2 separate regions of the Mus musculus genome follow, and region 1 is linked to region 2. A link is a contact called in public HiChIP or PLAC-seq data. All regions are on one chromosome and are shown on one strand. Each heading gives the region's core, a stretch centred on a gene start, on an enhancer-like site or on the middle of the called end of the contact. The rest is flanking DNA. Distances are from core to core; before and after follow the strand shown. Region 1 has its middle 25 kb from the start of Gm31813. Region 2 has its middle 55 kb from the start of Gm31693.

The links. HiChIP or PLAC-seq counts read pairs in DNA pulled down with a chosen protein or histone mark.
Region 1: a contact with region 2 is called in an H3K27ac HiChIP or PLAC-seq map of hepatocytes, with 3 times the contacts expected there. The contact joins two enhancer-like sites. A contact is called at or near these places in 2 of 484 Hi-C or Micro-C datasets (both in liver) and 1 of 115 datasets of contacts at active chromatin or transcription factors (hepatocytes).

Annotation. Positions count from the first base shown.
Region 1 is chr3:21,985,504-21,992,628 of GRCm38.p6, reverse strand. No RefSeq gene overlaps it. Among named protein-coding and RNA genes, the nearest start is that of Gm31813, 25 kb to the right of the region's middle. Within about 2 kb of position 5,593, at least 164 of the 459 cell types and tissues checked have an H3K27ac peak or open chromatin away from gene starts, as enhancers often do. A contact at or near this core is called in hepatocytes and liver, where this site is marked.
Region 2 is chr3:21,644,626-21,651,695 of GRCm38.p6, reverse strand. It overlaps the pseudogene Gm17935. Among named protein-coding and RNA genes, the nearest start is that of Gm31693, 55 kb to the left of the region's middle. Within about 2 kb of position 1,550, at least 4 of the 459 cell types and tissues checked have an H3K27ac peak or open chromatin away from gene starts, as enhancers often do. A contact at or near this core is called in hepatocytes and liver, where this site is marked.

The DNA of each region.
Region 1 (7,125 bases), core at 4,344-6,843, 340 kb before region 2:
CTGTCCTGGAACTCACTTTGTAGACCAGGCTGGCCTCGAACTCAGAAATCTGCCTGCCTCTGCCTCCCGAGTTAAAGGTGTGCGCCACCACACCCTGCTTGAGTTCTGAGGTTTTTCAAACCTAGACTTATCAGATTAACATTGTGGTAGGCTTGCCTGCAGAGATAGAGCCAGCACAGAGCTTTTCTTCCTCTGTAGGCCCAACAGGAACCAGACAAGGATGGCTCTAAACCCAGGGAGGGAATCAGCCTCACAGAGCAGGCTCAGAATGAAGGAAGTGGTTGTCAGTTGTTCTTCATGGGTCCTATGTCTACAAATAATTTTTCTTTGTCGAGAATGGGTTGATTTGAATCCGTGTTCCTCAATTGCAAAAGCACAAAGACATCACAGCTCTGTGGTGTCAATGGTCTCTTTAGACACCAGTGCCAGTTATTAGAAGGGCAAGAAAAGAAGGAATGTTCTTTCCCCACTTTGCCGCCGTGTCTGCTGTCGCTCAGATCCTAAGGCATGAAATTGGAAGAAAACTCTTTCTTCCTTCGCAAGGTTATGGCAAACTTTGACCCAGCCACCCCCATCTGATAAAGCTCACATTTAGATTACGAGCAGAGAAGAGGAAATTAAGAAAGCAGGTGGAGGAGGTGGCACAAGAGAAGTTAAGGAACAGAAAAAGAAAGAGGAAGTCGGGGGGTGGGGGTGGGGGGGGAGTTAATGTGGGCACACAGCAGCCTTCGTGGTGATCAAGAAAGAGAAACCACTGGGGCCACAGAGTAGAACTCAGTGGGGTGGCCTCTGCATTGGTAGTTCTTAAAGGCAGGGGGACCAAGCTCCTGGCTCTGTGCCTGACTTCTCAGGACTGTACCAGGCTTCCCCGTAGCGCAGGCTGTGACTCGGGTAGGGCATCCTCTTGCACTATGGATTCATTTCTCCCAAGGTACTTAATGTGTACTCACACATGTGTGCATGTGTGTAAGCCGGGGGTCCTCTTCACTCTCACCTTGTTTTTGAGACAGTGCTGTTCACTAAATCTGGATTCACCAATTTGTTTAGACTAGACGGTCAGCAAGCCCCAGGGATCCCCCTGTTTCTAATCCTCAGCACTGGGGTTATGGTTGCATGCCACTGCATTCTGTGGGTGCTGGGATCCAAACTCACATTCTCATGCTTGTGCAGCAAGCTTTACCTACCAAGCCATTTCTCCATCTCTAAAATAGTCTTTTCGGTGTGTGTGTGTGTGTGTGTGTGTGTGTGTATTCCAATATGTAGCCCTGGCTCACCTAGAATTCACTTTTTCTTTTTTTTTTAACAAACAACAACAAGAAGAATAACAACACAACAGGGGTCACGTAGTCCAAGTTAGTTTCAAACTTGCTGTGTAGATGATAGCTTCTGTTTCAGATCCACCCACCTCTAACGAGTGAGTTTTTAAGTTACAGGGCTATCTCACTGTATCTGTTTTGTGAGGGGTTAGGGATAGAACCCAGGGCTTCATGAATTCTTTGTGAGTACTCTCGGCACCTGGTTTCCATTCCCAGTCCTAGAAATAACACTTTGATAATAGAAATAAAGAGATGTTAAGTGCACACCAAAGTCTTCGAGTGTGCATATGAAGTGACTCTAATTTCACGAGCCCTGCCAGGAGACAAGACCAGCTCCAGTGAAATTCTACTTGTGGGCCTCTTAAGCGAATTAAGAAGCTCTGTTAGGTTGAGGAGGATGATGACTCATGCCTGTAATCCTGGCACTTTAGGAGACTGAGGCAGGGGGATATTTATAGCTAAGCAAGGGGTTACATAGGAAGACCATGTTTCAAAAAACCAAAACCAAAGCCCTAACAAACAAACTAAAAGAAATGGGGAGTTCCCAGTTGAGACTTTATTAGGGCCAAGATTTCTCAAAGTATATTTTACGGTCTACTGGGCTCACCAAATGCCTTTAATGGATCAACCTGGGTTACATGCTAACGACTTTGTGGAGAGTCACAAAACATGAAATGTTCAAGTCTCTGAGAATTCCTCTAGTAAAAAACAACGGCATCTATTTGTCTCAATGTTAACCACGTAAACTTGGCCCTTTAAAAAATTACATGTGGGTTTTTTTTTCATTTTGTGTGTATGTGCAAGTCATAAGGCAACTTTGTGGAATCATTTATTTCCTCCCCTCTACATGGGCACCAAATGAACTCAAGCTCAGCTTGTCAGGTTTTCGTGATAAGTAACTTTACACCCTGAACCACCCCTCTCCCCTCTTCAATGGGCTAGTTTTACATGCAACTTTTTTTTTTCTTTTTAGCACTTATGCCTCAGAGTTAGTATTGAGGGGAGTATACAAAAGGACCCTTCTGTACTATGTTAGACCAATGACCTGAAGTTACTATTCCCTCACCACCCGAACCCCATACTCTGACTTTTCCCCTAGTAAATAAAATGATAATTGCTGGACAGTGAAACCAAGCAAAATTACATAAACATACCAAGCTATAGGAGACATTTCCTGCTAAAGATTCCTTAAGTTTGGCCATCTAGCTTTTCCTGCATGCACACCCATCCAACAAGTAAGTTTCCTCTGAGAAATGCCTGCAGCATCAATAGCAGCCAATCAGAATCTCTAAGGAATGTGACTTAGTCAGTTGCTAGACTGAGCTGATTTCATTCAAGCCTCAAAGCAAAGAAATATAATACTACAATTAATTTGAGTTAATGAGGTAGATACAATTGCCTTTAGAAGTTTGTCTTGCTGATTCTAAACACCTGTGAGGACAGGCATTAAATATACATGAGACATATAAACAGTTCATTAAATGCTGTTAGTCTGTTTCTGTAGCACGTGTTGATTTTCTTTATTAACATGCACTAACAAGCTTGATCATGACATTTTCTTACACGTATACAACACACATGCACACGTTGCTTTGTACTCAAGATCCCATGAATCTAAGGATTAATTTATATTATCTGAGACCCTTGGGAACCAGCGATAGAGATAATGTATTGTGAAGAGAATGGATATGTAGCTTAGTTGGTTGAGTGTTTGTCTGCATAGCGTGCAACCCTGGCTTCAGTGCCAGCATTGTAGGAAGTGGTGTTGTATGCCTGTAATTCCAACTCTTGTAAGGTAGAGGTAAGAAGGCCATGCCATCCTCAGCCTCACAGTAAGTTTGAGCCTCACAGTAAGTTTGAGGCCAGACTTGGAATATATGAGACTCAGTCTTGGAATATTTTTTATAAAAATAAGAAAATGATAAAGCATGACAAATCTGTTAGTCTTTAAGGAATCATTTTTACTCCTAGTTAAAGATGTCTACAGAATCATAGCTATGAATTTCACTTTACAAATGACAAATTTTATGTTAATGATCTCATTTAACTCTCTGCACATAATCTAAGCACCAAAGAATGCCTCATAATATAATTTCCAGGATTTGCCTCCCTCTCTCCTCCTGTTTTCTCAGGTGTTAGAAACCTATTACTAACCAACCTATATAGAGATGGCATTTATTGGACGGACACTGCAGACATGCACACTTTGTTTTACTGTATAGACTTCCAGGAAGCACTGACAAATGAGATCCAGGAAGAGCCAAGATGTCACTGGGCCTTGAATGCTGACCGTTGAGAATGGGAGGGTTGTCTGTATTCTCCTTCTGCTCTTCTTTCTGTGTTGGCTGAGTCCCTCACTGGCTTGGTCTAAGTAGAAGAAGAGATGTTTACCAGAAATACATGATTCCATGGAACGGATGAGAACATTTGAGAACAGATTTCAACTCGGACTTCCTGGCACGGCTATGGGCTGTGAAGAAGAGTGATGGTCTGTGGCTGTCTCCACAGGTGCCATGGATCAGGGCCTTCACATGTGGGTGGGAAGTGTGCTTATCATCATAGTGAAGGTGCAGCCTGGGAGAGTAAGAAACTGAATACTGGAAACAAGCTAGGTGTGTACTCCTGCTGATGTGTGCTCCACATAGTGCCTCAGGGTCTACATGTTCTGTCGATTATATCATTCTATCAAAGGAGTCCTCAAGACACCATGCATGACTATATACCCATTCACAGTGAGATGAGGATCGCTATTAGTGGAAACCCCTTGTGAGTGTTGCTTTTCAAGGTAGCTAAATCTTCTTTAGTTCAATCTAAAATAATGAAAGCCCTGCTTTATTCAGGCCTAAGGTACATACACATGGCAGAAACATGTTCTCCTCACTTCCTGGGTTAAAGGTGAGACTGCTGAGGGAAGAGCAATGAGGAAACAACTCATGACCACAGAAAGGGGTGTCAGTCAAGACTGTTTCCTTATGTAACAGTGGATAGTGAGATAACGGCTCAGGGTTTGCGTTAGACTTTAAACTCCAACGGACGAAGCTGTTGCCTCCCACGGCGTCTCTGTGTGCAGATGTCACAACCACCCTCCCTGGAGGAAAGGAACATGAGAGAAGATTTGGGGAAGAAAAGCCACAGCTCAAGGAACTGAAAAGGAGTTGTTGCCTTCCAGGCAAGTGTGTAGGCTAGGGAAGGCCCCGAGCAGAGCATGCTGTGTGTGTTAGGAGCCTGACGACTTGGACCATGTGAATTTTCTCATTTCTTGTTACTTCTAATGCTATTGATCAACTGTGTGAAGGGAACTTTCTCTGCACCTTCTGCTTTCACAGTAAGAGCCCAATATTCATGTCTGGTTTTGGTAGTGAGTCTAGACTAACAGTGAGATGGGTAAGGGAAAGAGAAAACCTCCCCCCCCCCTCCCCTTTGTGGTTAATGGTGTCAGAGGCTGTAGGAGACTGGCAGGTGTTTAGAAACCAGCGTGAGTCATTCTGCATCTCAACTTGGCTGGGCTATGGGGCTGCATATTCAGTCAAGCATTATTTTAGATGTTTCTGTAACATCTTTGGGTGAGATTAACATGAAAACCAATGGATTCTTTGTGCAGCAAGAATACTTTTTATGACATGGTGGGTTCCGTCTAGTCAGCTGAAGGTCTTACTAAAGACTGATGCTGACCCGAGAAGTTTAGATTTAGTAAGGCCCCATAATCACGTGCATTAGTTCCTGAGGAGATACTTACTCCTCTAACCCTCATCTGTAGGAGGTTCAGCTCGCTAACTTGGAAGCTCTTTCTACAGTCAACCATAATGTAGAGATTGTTCCAGCAAGAGTTCTGAAATCAGGAAAAATACAACAACAACAAATTTAAATGCCCAAATATCAGAGGCTATTTATTTTATTCAGTCCTTTCCCTTGTTTTAAATCAGGGTCTCAAGTTGTCTGGTTTCCTTTGATATTTCTATATAGTTTAGGATGACCTTGCAGATATGTGCCACCACAATCCCTTTACACAGTGCTGGGGATTGATCCTAGGTCTTTGTGCTCATTCGACAAGTACTCTGCCAACTGACATACATCCCTCAGCCCTCATCATCAGCTTTTGACACAGAATTTTTGGCAGGGTACCTGTTGGCTTGGTACAGAATGTGTCTGTCCCCTGAGCCAACATCTTCTTAAAATGGCAGACGAAAATAAACCCAGCTGAGTTGGAGATAGTCATCCTGGCAACCACACATCTACTTTTTCCTGGAACATCAACTCTTAGGCAAGGACTATTTGCCTCTGTGCTAACTCAGGACCAGGACCAAGTCCTAGAGAACACCCCGTACCTCTGATGACTCTGAGAATGGACTCTGCCAGTGTAAGTGACTGGACTTGGCTTGGAACTCAGTGTTTTCTCAATTGCAGATCTTCACAAAGCTTGTGTTAATTGTTCTCCTACAACAGATAAGCCTAAGGTGTCCTGTTTAAGGAAATGTTCCTCTTTGAAAAAACTGCCTGTACTATAAACCCCTCCCTGAGGGGAGGACGAGAAATGTGCCCAGCTCCAAGATGTGGCCAGACAGCATTGTACAGCCTGGTAACTCTAGTCAGCCCCACCTTCAAGGATCCAAGTTCAGCAGAGGTGAAGAGTGCTTTCGTTCTGGTCACTCATTCACCAGGGGAAGCTGGACACCATCCGGTGAACCTGGTCTTGTGAAATCAGACAACCTAATTGCCCTTTACAGCTTGGTAAATGATATACTCCAACTGTGAGGGCTAAAGTTATATTTTAAGTTTTAATTCCTGTGCTGAAGGGATCTATAAAACAAAAATGTCTCTAACCTATAATGCAGATAACTTTCTCTGCCCACGGACAGATAACTTCCTGGATTCTGGGGGCTACTATTCATGCAAGATAACAAGCCATGAAAATGTTTTCACTTCTGTAAACAAGGTTGGTTGCTTCAACTTCTCAGGATGTCCTTAATCACATGGACCAGGAAGTACATAGGCAGGATGTATGCTTACCCCCAAGGCAGCAAATACACAGCCTTGTAGGTTGTGCCTTTATAATCACCAGATTAGCACAGTGTGAGGCCGTTTTCTGGGAATCCTGAGTATGGATCTGGGTAGAGTCCATAGTCTTGGCCAGCATTTAATAAAACTTACTTTAATTTTGGCTCAAAAATTGGGATAATGGTCCTATTCTCTCCCAGTAGGATCAACAGTAGGGCTCATAAAAGTTAATCCAGACCCAGGCTTCCAAGCTGATACCCTGGGTGATGAGCAGAGTGTCTAGTTGTCTAGCTGTGGATAGGACAAAAACCCTCAGAGGTTTCTACACCACTCTTGGAATCTTTGGAGAGGCCTTATATGCTGCCTCAGTAACTTAAGTGCTGGGACGGGGCATATAACTCAGTTGTAGAGTGCTTGCTTTGCATTCACGAAGCGCTGGCATCTGTCTCGGCACCATGTAAGTAAGGAACTGTAACACATTCTTGTGATCCTCTAATTTTGGAGGTAGAGGAAGAAGAATCAGTGTTCTTGGTTCTCCTCAACTATGTAATTAGAAGGGTCATCTAGGCCTAGGTAATACTCACTAAACTAAAAACCAAGGCAAATAACAACAACGAAAACCAACACAGATTCCATACACATCGGAAAAGCAGACTCTGGAGAGATTTCTAGAATGTTCTCCAATTTGGTTCATTCTCCAGGTTTTTGTTCTGTTTTGTTTTGTTTTTTACTTTCCAACTAATGAAACTATTTTATGTTGACAGCTAAAGTGGTTGGCTTTAGTGATTTTTTTTTTATTTCTTTTGGGTTGTTG
Region 2 (7,070 bases), core at 301-2,800:
GGAGGACCTAATTGAGGACTGTCTAAGAGACGAAGCATTCCTGGTGCAAACAATGCCAGCCAATCAGGAATTGCTGTTTAGAAGAGATGCTTTCTTGGAACCAATGGGGGTGAGGGTGAAGGGTATTAAAGGGGCTTGCAGCAGTGTTCAGATGAACTTGCTGTGGCGTTTCTCACCTGCTCCTGGAATCTGTGTCGTTGACTTTGCACCATCTTACCCCTAACCAACAAGAGCAGTTAGTGTTTGGCAGAAAGTGTCCAGGACACGGCAATACCTTTATATATTAAATATATGATATAATATATTAACATATGTTAAATACCCATATATCAGATACATATAAACATGTACACCCACATGCACACACATATATATATATATATATATATACATATATATATATATATATATATATATATATATATTATTGTATATGTATATAATGTATAATGTATGGGCGTTTAGTGATGAACAGAATAAGTTAGAGAACACTGACTAATATAGAACTCTAGAGAATAGGGAAATAATTAGGTCCAGGAAGGTAGAAGGTCTGGTCCAGATGATGGGCACTCCAGGGAAGGCAAATCTTGTATCAGGGAGAAATGAGGAGGAAGGAGGACATGAAACAAGCTTGTGTTGAATCCTTGAAAACCAGTATCTTGGGAATGAAAGAGCAAGTGCTTTCTGAAAGCAACAAATTGAACCACTTCTGGGGACACAGCAGAATTCTTCAGAGAGGCTTGGGGTTAGGTGGTCAGAACTGTTCCCATTGAGAGAATTTTCTTGACATGTTTTTTACAGATTTTAGTGTCAGCGTTATAGTTACTTCATGTGCCTTGGTTATTTTCAGAATACAATTCTGTAAACTCCATGAGGCCAAAGGTCAAGTTTGTCTATTTCCAAAGCTCCTAGTCTGGCAGAAAGAAAGACTGTCTAAAGAGACACTGTCTTTACAGCTGAATATCATACTTGAAAAATGAACTCCAAAGAAATTCGCATTTCCCCAGGTATCTCATTCATGCTATAAGAAGGAACCCATGTTGTACATTGATTGTGATCAGCCCCCACCCTGATCTATTCCTCCAAACATGACCATCAGGATTAATAATTCCAGGGAGTTGCTCTGCTGAGGAAAGTGAGGAGAACCAGGCTGTTGTGAGGAAACTTTACCCACCTATTCCAGTTCATATGCTAGTTGGAAAGCTATTCCTCAATGGCAAATATTTGTCACACTTGTTATCAGCAATTAGTTTTGCATAATAGAACTTTTAAGGAATCTCAAAAGTTATCCCGGTCCTGTCCTTTATGAATGTTGAGCCATGTGTTTCAGAAGCGAGAGCACAGCTGCTCTTGCTCAGAATAGCCCTAAATAGCTGGATCACTACACACTTCTCCCGGTGTTAGATGTACTCAGATTTCTCAATGGAAGCCAGGAAGTGACAGATTTTACGTAGTTGTTTCCTTGGTAGTCAGCAACTTTTCTCTTCTATAATTTGTACTCATCTCGATTTACCTGAACTTTCACAGGCTGCATTTCCTGGACCGCCGCTGTCTTTATCATTTCCCAGTTTCGACACAGGTCTGATAAACAGTCTCAGAGTCTGTGTGCAGAGCAGGATAAGGTTATTTTAGTCTGCAGGTGCCATTTCAAATGTTTGAAATGGATAAATACAAGACTATCAGACATCTGTGCCAGAGACCCTGTTTAAAAGAGACTCAACTAAATGAAACATTGGACTACATAAGCAGAAACCTATCTTTTCTATTTTTTCAAAAATATTTATTTATAAAAAATACAATGATATAAGTTTATGCTGAGAAATGCAGCAATAAATACACTTGAAGGAAACAGAGCAACTCAACAGTGATACATTGTTACAAATGAAGTCTGCAGGCACACCACCCAAACCTACATGTCTGAGACCATTTTTGCATACACACCTTTAGAAGTGCAACTTGGAAATGGTCTTGTCAGCTTACGGAAGAGAATGAGTACACATATAATCACAGACACACACTGATTGTGACTTCATTTAAAATGTAGCAGACAATACTACAGAAAAACATCAGTGTGTCAGGTTCTAAACTCTGCATCTTAGATTTGGCTAGCAAAGACCACATTTAGCAAACCAAGATTTTAGTCTTCTGTGTACATGACAGATACAGACAAAACTGTAAAACATAAACATAGTTTCTTATTGTTTGAAATATTAGCTTAAGTATACGATTGTAAAATAACACATAGATCTTCAAAGAACTGTCTGCCCTTTCATAGCATCCCCTTACCTCATAGACAAGATATTGATTATGCTATGGGATTTAACTGCTCCAGACTAAAATGCAACTATTTATGGAGGAGGATGAAAAGGAATATATGTAAGGCATTTTTTAAAGGTATAATAAGCATAGTAGTGTTTTAGGTACACAAGAAAAGAATTGCCCAAGGCTAGGTTGGGTCTCACTGGATAAAAACAATGGACTTAAATACTGCCCTTCTGTGTGTTACTCTAATAATCAATGCCCTGGTCATTGTTTGAGGATAGTTATCCAGGTACTCACCATGATATTCATAGGGATACTTTGCCTGATAATCACTACCATTTATCTCCAACCCATTTGTTCCTGTGCCCTGGATTTCATGGTGAATGACAGGTTTTGTGGGGAAGGCACAGAAGTTGGGGTCATACAGTTGTCACCCAAGCCCATACATGCTTATTCCTTTTGGGGAAGCAACTTTGTTGGTATCTGTCTGTAGAGAAATGGTTGAGTTATCCACTGGCTATAATGTTAGCTTCTTGTTGTAGATGTCTCTTCTAGTACCTGGTGCTAGCATCCAGAACACTTGTTGCTTGTCATTTGTAAATAATCACATTTTAGACAGTCTTTAATTTCCCTTCATCAAAAATGTCTTGTTTTGTTTTTCTGCAATTGTGATGCCAGTGCCAATGGGTGTATGGAATCCTTTTGTTTACACCAGACCTTCTAGAGCCACTAGTGTAGTCTGAACCTGGATCAAAAACTCCATTTTCTTCAAATATGTCATGGGACTTCATACCATAAGCCTGCATAGTTTTAATAAAGTTGCAGATACTCTCCAACTAAGGCCAGTTTAGTAAGGATTTGTTGACTTTACAGAGCCTGGCCTTTTGTTGTTGTTGTTTCAGGCAAGGCTGGAAGCTTGTGCAAATGCCCAGGATTGTCATCTCTTCTATCCAGGTGAGCAGATATCACCCTGATGATCACACTTGTTATGCAATCTTGTTCTTGACCTCGGCAGAGAGTTGGTAGGAAGGACTCTTGTTGAAGTGTTGTCATGATGGTTATGACTTGTGGTAATGTTCCCTCTCATCCACAGATGAAAGACACACACCTAGGTAACCTGGAATCCACTGATGAAACACACACACACACACACACACACGCTTATTTTTATATACTTTTTGGCTCAAAGTACGAACGTTTTTAAGCCTCCTGCAGCTAATGTGCCCGTATCTTCACTCCCAGCTCAACATCTCTAATTCTGCCCTCAGCTTATTTGTGTTTCTAATCTCCTACCTGCTACCCCAGTCCCAGTCAGGGAAGCAGCCGATGGCCACTCCACTTGAGATCTCACATGGCTGGTGGCTTCTCCAAAGCATGGTCCTTTTCCTCCTTCTTTTTCTGCTAGCCTGCTTTCAAGGAAATTGGAAGTCCTGCCTCTTCCTCCCAGCCATTTGCCTCTAAAATCTTTATTAATTGATCAAGAACCAATTGGGGAACAGGACCTTCATCATTCATTGCCGATCAAAGCATCAGACATTCCCCCTACAACTTGATGCTCTGTTTTATCCAAAGGGCTATGTGGATTGGTTGCTTATTACTTGGGCTATTTGTTGATCTGAAAATCAGGGTTAATTCAGAATTTTGATTTAAAAGTATGGGTCAGTAATACTGGGTATGGTCTATCTTTATGTCCCCAATTTCTGATATACATTGGACTTCATTCCCCATACAGTAGTGTTGGGAAATTTGACATCTGAAACTTAATGAGGTCACAATGAAACATGGACTTCAGCCCTTGGAAGAGAGGCCTGAGGGAGTTTGTTCACACTTTCTACTAAGTAAAGAAATTGATTGTCATTAATGATGAACAGGTTATCAATAGACACCAAATCTGTAATCACTTGGAACTTGAACTTGCCAGTCTCTAGCACTGTGAGAAGTGAATATATGTTGTTTATGAAGGGTGTATTTCGATTATTTTGTAATAGCAGCCTGAGTCCACTGACATAAATGACAACTGTCTGAGGCCTTAAATGAATAGGAGTTAACTGGTAGGAATTCCGAGTTTTATTTGGAGTCACTGGCTTTGCATAAGAAAATAGATGAAAGGGTGACTTTTTCCAGAGCTGTACTGCTGATTCAGTGTTGTAGAAGTACAGGAAAAACCAAACCAAACCCCAAAACAACCAATTAAACAGATAAACAAAATCACTTAAGGCTTCAACACAGCTTTTGTGTTGAGATGTTAACTGTTATGCCCAACTCTCTAGAACACAAAGACCACCAAGGAGCCAATTCCAATGTAAATACATAAATGTCTCACCATCCCCATTGCAGTGGGTCAAAGTAAGAGCCCTGAGTCTAGGGGTGCACTGTATTTATTGTGGTTACCGCAAGCTTAGAGAATTTCCGTATAGTCCAGCAAGTTAGTATTTTAAAAACTGTATTACTGGAATAATCTGCAGGCCAAATATGAGGGCCAAACCACCTGACAAACTGCATGGTCAGGTTATCTATTCTCTCTAGGATGTCTTAGGGTATTTCTACATACCTTGATACTACTATTGTAGCCTGACTTGCTGTTGCTAAGGGGGTTGTCATAGGATGTTTGCTCAAGTGAACTTTGCAGTTTTCTTTCTGGAATTGGAATATAGCCTCTGGTCTACCAAAAATGGCGTTTCTTCAGAAACAGAGTAGGTTGGGTGCTTTACATTAACCAGTGTTAAAGATCACTTGGGTGAGTGGATATCTGTTAATGCAACTATATTAGCTCTCTTTGAAATTTTGTTAAATGGGAAAAGAGGGAAACTTTTCCTCTGTCATATTTGGTGGAGAAATCATATGACTCAGGCCCCAGTGTTGTTTAGCTGGTACACCTCATTTTGTAGTTGTAATAAACACTGCCTCCATCCACTTTGGGGTTCTGATGCAGAAATACTGAGCTAAGTCAAACAGCCTCAGCATAAGGATCCTAACAATGTAATGGGAAAGATCCCTTATAACATTTATGTTTGTCCTCAGAAGGCAATTTCCTTTGGTATCATAGAAATTCCAATCTTCTCTCATGTACATCTTTAATTAGTATTTACTAAAAAAAAAAAAAAAAAAAAACAAAAAACAAAAAAAAAAACCCATCAATTTTGATGATACCATTTTGTCCAAAATATAAATTAAACTCTTGGCAAACTCCAGCCTGTATTTAAAATACAGAACATAGTCTGTTGGAGGCTTCCATTTAGTGGTAAAGCAAAGCAGAATCTGGGGAGATTCTACCGCTCGGGAGTTCTGCCAAGCCTAGGTGAAGTTTTTGCAAATCTCAGACTCTTATACATCCTATTTCCTGTTCACCACTCCCAAGGAGATATAATTGTTCAAGAACTCTGAGGATAACAAATAGCCCAGGTCCCTCATGCTAAGTTTTGTGAAGTCTCTTCCAAGGCAAATGGTTGAAAAGGGAGTCAGACTTTAGCTGTGCGCTTAGTCCCAATTAGCCCTCACATTGCTTTACACGGGTGTCCCAAACCCTAGATTAACTTTTTCCCCCCACATCTCCGCTCTTCTTAAAAAGGAACCCAAAATTCATTAAATGTATTGACTGCCCTCTGTCCCCTGCTCCCAGTGGGGCAGTGTACTTTTTCTGTCATCTTTTTGCCTACTCTGATTTTAGATTCTATCTGCTTCTGTGCATCTCTGTTGCTAAGCTGTGGGGCACTGACAGCCTGCTTGGGGACTTCCTTCTTAGGTCTGCACAAACTTGTGCCTCGGACCCAGTCCTAACATTTGACATCTTGTATTCAACCCTTAGAAAAACTGTACCTCACCTGGCTCCTACAAAACAAAAGTGGAGGACATAGTTCCCTCCTTCCATCTACTTCCTCATTCCTGCATCCTCCCTCCTTTCCAGTCTCCCTTACTGTTAACATCACTGTGAAAATAGCTTTAGTGGTAGAAAACTTGCCAATAGAGGGTGAGATTTCTTCTGTGGTCACTGTGCCAACTACATACTGTGGGGAATTCATGATTCTCAGCTTTGAATAGGATTCTAAGTGAGAATGGAAGTCAGAGAGAGGAAAAGGGAAAGAGAATTTTCGACTCCATTGTGACCAAACATCTGATAAGTGGAAACTTAAAGAAAGAGTTTATTTGTTTATTTTGGCATATAGCCAGAAGGCATACAGTCTACTCAATTGGTAAAGGCATGGCAGGCCGACCAGAAGGTGGCTGGTTACATTGGATTTACCTTCAGGAGCTGAGAGCAAGCAGGAAATAGAGCCAAGACAAAAAAACCTCAAGGCTTACTTGCACCAACAAGGCTCTTCCTCCTAAAGGTTCTGTTTTTCCCAAATAGCACCACCAGCTGAAGACCCAGCTGTCCAAACATGTGAGTTTATGGGGGACATTTCATGTGAATCACCAAAGAAAATATTATACCCTTGCTAGCTGAAGGTGTTTCTGTGCTTTGATGTCTTACTCTAAGAAGGCAAACACAATGAAATAATCAAAGAAGATCCCAAGCAAAGGAATTTTGTTGATGCCATTGCACATACATTTATTTAATCACTTGTTTTATATGCCATGTTATGTAGTATAACTAGCCTGTCAAATATAAATGAGCCTCTATGTAGAAAGAATGTCATGACTGATGTGAGATCTCTGGGAATTCCCAATCAGGATGAACTCACAGAGCATGGAGACAAAGGAAATGTCTGTCTTTGAAATTAAGCCAGAAGCATTGAAATTATGTCATAATCAACTTCAGAAGCAAATTTGCATAATCATTGCTAAAAAAACTATTCTCTAATCTTCAA